Regions from separate parts of the Mus musculus genome. Here region 2 is linked to region 1. Evidence: chromatin contacts called from public HiChIP or PLAC-seq data. All regions are on one chromosome and are shown on one strand. The core of a region is the stretch at or near the end of the contact, and the rest is flanking DNA. Distances in the headings are between cores, read along the strand shown. Region 1 has its middle 44 kb from the start of Tut7. Region 2 has its middle 78 kb from the start of Gm35333.

The links. HiChIP or PLAC-seq counts read pairs in DNA pulled down with a chosen protein or histone mark.
Region 2: an H3K27ac HiChIP or PLAC-seq map of microglia shows a contact between it and region 1, with 4 times the contacts expected there. The contact joins two enhancer-like sites. A contact is called at or near these places in 4 of 484 Hi-C or Micro-C datasets (cochlea, embryonic fibroblasts, liver and 1 more), 1 of 115 datasets of contacts at active chromatin or transcription factors (microglia) and 1 of 9 other capture datasets (embryonic stem cells).

What each region holds. Positions count from the first base shown.
Region 1 is chr13:59,866,119-59,868,818 of GRCm38.p6, forward strand. No RefSeq gene overlaps it. Among named protein-coding and RNA genes, the nearest start is that of Tut7, 44 kb to the left of the region's middle. Within about 2 kb of position 1,328, at least 5 of the 459 cell types and tissues checked have an H3K27ac peak or open chromatin away from gene starts, as enhancers often do. A contact at or near this core is called in microglia, where this site is marked.
Region 2 is chr13:60,355,087-60,357,786 of GRCm38.p6, forward strand. No RefSeq gene overlaps it. Among named protein-coding and RNA genes, the nearest start is that of Gm35333, 78 kb to the right of the region's middle. Within about 2 kb of position 1,290, at least 8 of the 459 cell types and tissues checked have an H3K27ac peak or open chromatin away from gene starts, as enhancers often do. A contact at or near this core is called in microglia, where this site is marked.

The sequences.
Region 1 (2,700 bases), core at 78-2,577:
TAAGTAGGGTATGTTTGTCCCATCTAGGTGTGAAGCTTGTGTTTATATCAATTGCGTTTTGAGTTTATTGTGCAAGCGTTTTGTGGGTTGAGAATTTACTAATATAAATCTGACTGATAAATCACAAGCCTCTAGAGTTTTGATTTTACCACCACGTTACCGGGATTTACCGGGATTTGTGACTGCTAACCACGGGGGGCGGGGTGGGGGTGGGGGCGGATGGCTGGGAATGTGAGTAGAATCTGCAGCAAGAGAACCACGAGATAGGCAAGATGGGTGGTCGCTGCACGGTGCTAGCTAGCCATGGAGGCTGTGAGATCGCCGGGGGCCGGAGAGTAGCTGGCGCCAGTGTGGGATGGCGCATTTTTATATTTCACGCTACAGGTTCTCAGTCGGTGGCACTGTTTGGGGGAGATCTAGGAGCTGCAGACTCTCTGGGAAGGGGATACATCACTGGGGGTGGGTTTTGAGGTTTCACAGCATGAAGCCACTCCCAGTTTGCTCTCCTTGCTTTGTGTGGAAGATGCGAGGCCTCAGCTTCCTGCCATCATGGAGGATGCCTATCCTGGCAAAGCCATAAGCCCAGGTAGATGGTTCCTTTTATAAGTTGCCTTGGTCATGGTGTTACCAGAGGAACACAACAGTGACTACTGCAGCAGATAAAGGCACTTGTTACTCAGCCCGACCACCTCAGTTTGATCCCCAATCCCGCATGGTGGAGAGAACTCTCACAAGTTAACGTTTGGCTTCTGCATGTATGACATGGCATGTATACCCATGCACATGTAAACAAACAAAAAGCAAGGTAAGGTCTCTAGATCAAACAATGCCTGAAGTTGACCTCTGGCTTCTACATACATGTATACATGCATGTGAACACTCATATGTATCCCACCAGGAGCAGATACCCCCCCACACACACACACACACACAACCTTCCCACACAGTATATATGATACTTACACACACAACCCTGAAACTCGTGTTATTCTTGCTAGAACCTCAGAGCCTTCAAGGGCTCAGAATCCTTTTCTTCTCTGCTGGAAAAATCCCCAAAGCCCTGTGTTCCGTGTTTCACAGCTGCTTTGGCCTTGGCCTCTTTCACCAAGTGAGCAGAGACTCTGGTTGTTCTCCATCCCCTCTGACCTAGAGGTTTCTGACCTTGGCTCTGTGGTTGTTATGCCTCTTCTGGTCCCAACCACGGTCCCCCCCATTCCGGGTTCTCTCTTACTTCCCAAGTTTTCTCTGAGACCTTAGCGCTGTTCATGTAGGACACTGCCTACTTTCCACTCTGAGGAACACGTGCCTCTTTCTCCTGACTTCTGATAAAAAGGAAGCAGAAGCCACACACATACAGGGCTTGATGCAGCTTCCCGGCCCTCGCTGTTGGGTCTACCTCTCGCCCTGTCTGAGTGATCTCCGTGTAGTTGTTTCAAATGACAGCCTTCTAGAGACAACCTTTCTGTTTTGAAATACTCTTTCCTGTTTGTAAACCAGCTTTCCTTAAAAGTGGGCTCCTGCCTTACACGAACTTATTCCACTTTAACAATAATGTCTTGTTTTCCTAGATTTTTTTTTTTTTCAAAACCCAAGAATTGAATTTTCAGAAACGCCAAACCGCATTTCATCCTGACTAATTTGTCCTGTGGGCTGGCTTCCTGCTGCAAAATCAGCACAGGGTTTTCTCCTTCTTTCTTTCTGTTTTTAGTGAGATAGGAGAGAATGATTTTTTTATTTTTTAAACAGAGACTCAGCTCCGCTTTTTCAGTAATCTAACTTAATCCTGCCACTCCATGGTGTCCCCAAGACGGACCTGGAACTAAATTTCAAACTTCTTTTCAAACTGGATGTGGGAGAACAGGTCTTCCTGCCTGGGGTGGGCAGACAGATGTGATTGCATTCCTGAACCCTGGGTCTGCTCTCTCAAAGTTATCTGTGAAGGGAAGGGAGTTAAATCCATGAGATTCAAACCCTCGCATCACCCAGGTTCCCCAATTAGCTGTGAGAACAGAGTCTGCCATCGTGTCTCAGGGTTATCTTGATTTTTCCGGGGAAACATCCTTGTGAATCTTAGAAGGCAGGGCTCTTGGCAGTCTTCCTTCTGGTCCCTATGGCTGCAGAGGTGGTAAGGGAAGTGTTGCGGAAGGCATCTCCTGCCAGGAGTGAAAAAAAAAAGGGACACAATTTTGTTTTGTTTCTAAATAAATACAATTTGTAACAGAGTGACGTTTAACTTAAATGAAAAAAGTTTTGTTTTTTTTTGTATCAGTTTTTAGGAATGTGTGCCACATGTGTGCAGGTGCCTGTGTAGGCCAGAAGAGGGCGCTATATTTCCACTGTCACTGGAGTTACAGGTGTTTGTGAGCCAACCACGAGATTTGGGTCCTGGAAACTGAACTCAGAGTCTCTTAAAGAGTAGCAGGTGTTCTTATTAGCTGAGCCTCCTCTCTAGCGTATCATGCACATATTGTTTTTGACAAGAGGATTTAGTATGCACTGTCAATTTGCATAGCACCCCGATGCTTGTATACAATGCTGATGTCTAATTTTGCTATCATACTGCTTTGTAAGATTTTTTTTTTCCTTTCATAACTCAGTCACGATGGCACACACCTTTAATCCCAACACTGCAGAAGCAGGGCAAGTGGATCTCCATGAGTTCAAAGCTAGCCTGGTCTACCTAGTGAGTTCCGTCCTAGC
Region 2 (2,700 bases), core at 40-2,539, 490 kb after region 1:
CTGTCTGTCTCTCTCTTCCCCCCCCCCCTCTCTTTGTCTCTCTGGATGTTTTTATCATAAAAGCTCCGTTTAAGCAGTGATGCAGATCTAGGAGGGGTGAGAAAAGGAAATAAGATGGGAGATGACATCCAGAGAAGGACGTTGAATGGTCATGTTTTGAACAAGCAATGAGCAGCAGGAAGAGAACCAGAGAGAAATTATGTCACAGAAACCTGTAGCAAGGGCGCTGACATGATTGTATGGCTTTGAATAAGCTTCCTTTCTCAATAACAAAGGAGCAGTAATCCTTTACTGAAAAGAAAATGCATATAGCAGCTGGCTAATGCCTCCCCTACCTAAGTCCACTTAATTCTTACACCATCCTCCTGAGGTAGACATTTGAGTTCTAATTACAGACAAAGAAAACACACCTCACAGAGGGAAGAGACATGTTCAAATAGGGCCAAGCATGACTGAACGTAAAGCAGTTGATCTGAGACATTCTACTTCTAGGACGCGACCAAGTCCATCCCACACTGACCAGCAATGAACTACAGATCCATCTGCACCCAACTGAAAGAACAATCATCTCTCTATGAAAGCATCCAAGGGCTGGGGAAGATATTGTTAGATACTGGAACCTGGAACCAAGCTAAAGAAATCGATTCTTCTGGCTTGGGAGAAGAAAAAAAAAAGACAAAACAAAACACTAAAACTTAAGGTTTTCAACTCCATTTAAATAAGCAAATGGGTCACAATATCATCCCTGTGACTTGGCCTTGGAACATGGAAAGTATGGATAAATAATGAGTTGTGAGTTACTTCTATAAACAGGAGTCTTCCGCAACTGCCTTTTATAAGTTGTTAGCTCTCTGCTTCTCTAAAAGCCCCAGGGCCAGAAGCTTTTCTGTGGCCTGAGAGTCAACCCTTCACAGTAAGGAAAGCATCAGAATGTATTGTTTTTATTTAGCTGTCCTGGGAGGTAGCTTTGTCCTCTCCCAATGCTACCTCCATCTCACTGTATCAACCACTTCCCTTTGAATCTGGAGAACAGGAATTTGATAGGGCACAGAATTTAAATTAGCTAAACCAGAGAGATCCAGACAGAACCAAGAAATTCTGGGAGTTAACCATCATACTTCTTTGATCTCAGTAAGTTCAGCCCGGTTGTTTGTTTAAAGACTTCGCAGGACTGACTGGACTTTCCAGGGAGCCCAAGTTTGTTTCCCTTCGTTTGTCTGATACCACTCTGCTTTCCAGAGAGGAGAAATGAAACCAAACCAAACAGGGTTGTCAGCAAAAAGCAAGGCACATTATAACTTCAACTTTTGAACCAGCTTTGCAAAGGTTCCTAAATTGAGCAATAGTGGCCGTTCAGTGTTCAGCATGCTCACACCTTGTTTTTCATTTAAACATACTATTTAAATTTATAATGTTACATGGTATTTAAATCTTCTTTTAAAGAATTAACTAGTTCCATTCTAATAATGTTTAAATGTCTCCCGTATTGTGAGTGAAGTGTTCCTTTTTCCCTAAAATTTATATTACATCTCAGACATGGGCTTTTGAGGTGAGTGATTGCATTTAGATGATCCCATGACAAGTTCGAGAGTAGAGTGTGCTTCACTCGGACCACAGCGGGGAGTTTTGTTCACTGTAGTCTTGCAGGTGAGCCAGTGACCAGTGGTTGGAAATTTGTTGACTCAGGTCAAATCCCACAGTAAGGCAAAGGCTCTGGTGGTATGATAACGCACCTTCATGTGTTTCAGACGTGGTCCATTGACTCTTACCTGGATCCTAAGATAAGGGACACATTAACTAATTAGAAAAGTGCTTTTATCTAAAAATTGTTTATTACACCTCCTTTTTCCTACCTAAAGATTAAGTACACACACACACACACACACACACACACACAGGCAGAGAGTGAGACAGAGGTAGAGGAAGGGGAAACAGACAGACAGACAGATGCACACACACAATATACACAGGGGGTCGGGGGGAAATGTCTAGTGTCTAGTTTATCTTCCAAAGTTAGACTTATGTCCATCACAAGATGCAAAACAAGAAAAGCAGGTAATTAAAGCATGTAAACTTCATGAAGAAAAATCCTACTGTGTGCTTAGAGGAAGTAGGCATTGGATTTGGTAGTCTCTGGGCTGTGTACAGGAAGTAACAGCTCAGCCAAGAAGCAGACCAAGCATCTTAGTCAACTAATACAGGCCACCCTGGATTATCTCAGGAACATTTAGAGAAAGTTTTTTGTGTAAAATAAATTTAGAGTGAGCAGTAGAGGATGGAAATATTGTAATGATATCACTTTACATGGGAACAAAAATGACTGTGGTTCTATTTATACCCAAGGTCTGTGAAACAGAAGAAAATAGGATTCAGGCAGTAAGAGATTTTCTATCTATTTGCTAACTGGCTGCTACCTGGAGCCTAGTTAGCATGCGTGCAGACACACACATACACACACACACTCACAAAAACATCTATATTCTACTGAGGAGAAAAAATGTGGTATTTTTCTTCCTGCCATAATCCTATCTTATATCCCTCCACTGTCTCCTTATACATTTTTCTTTCTTTACAACTCTCCTTCTCTGTTCATGTCACACACACACACTTACATTTCAGCTGTCACATGATAGAAAGTATGTAATATATTTTTAAGTCTGTTTATTTTGTTTTAAAAGAACTCAGTTTGGGGAAATGCAC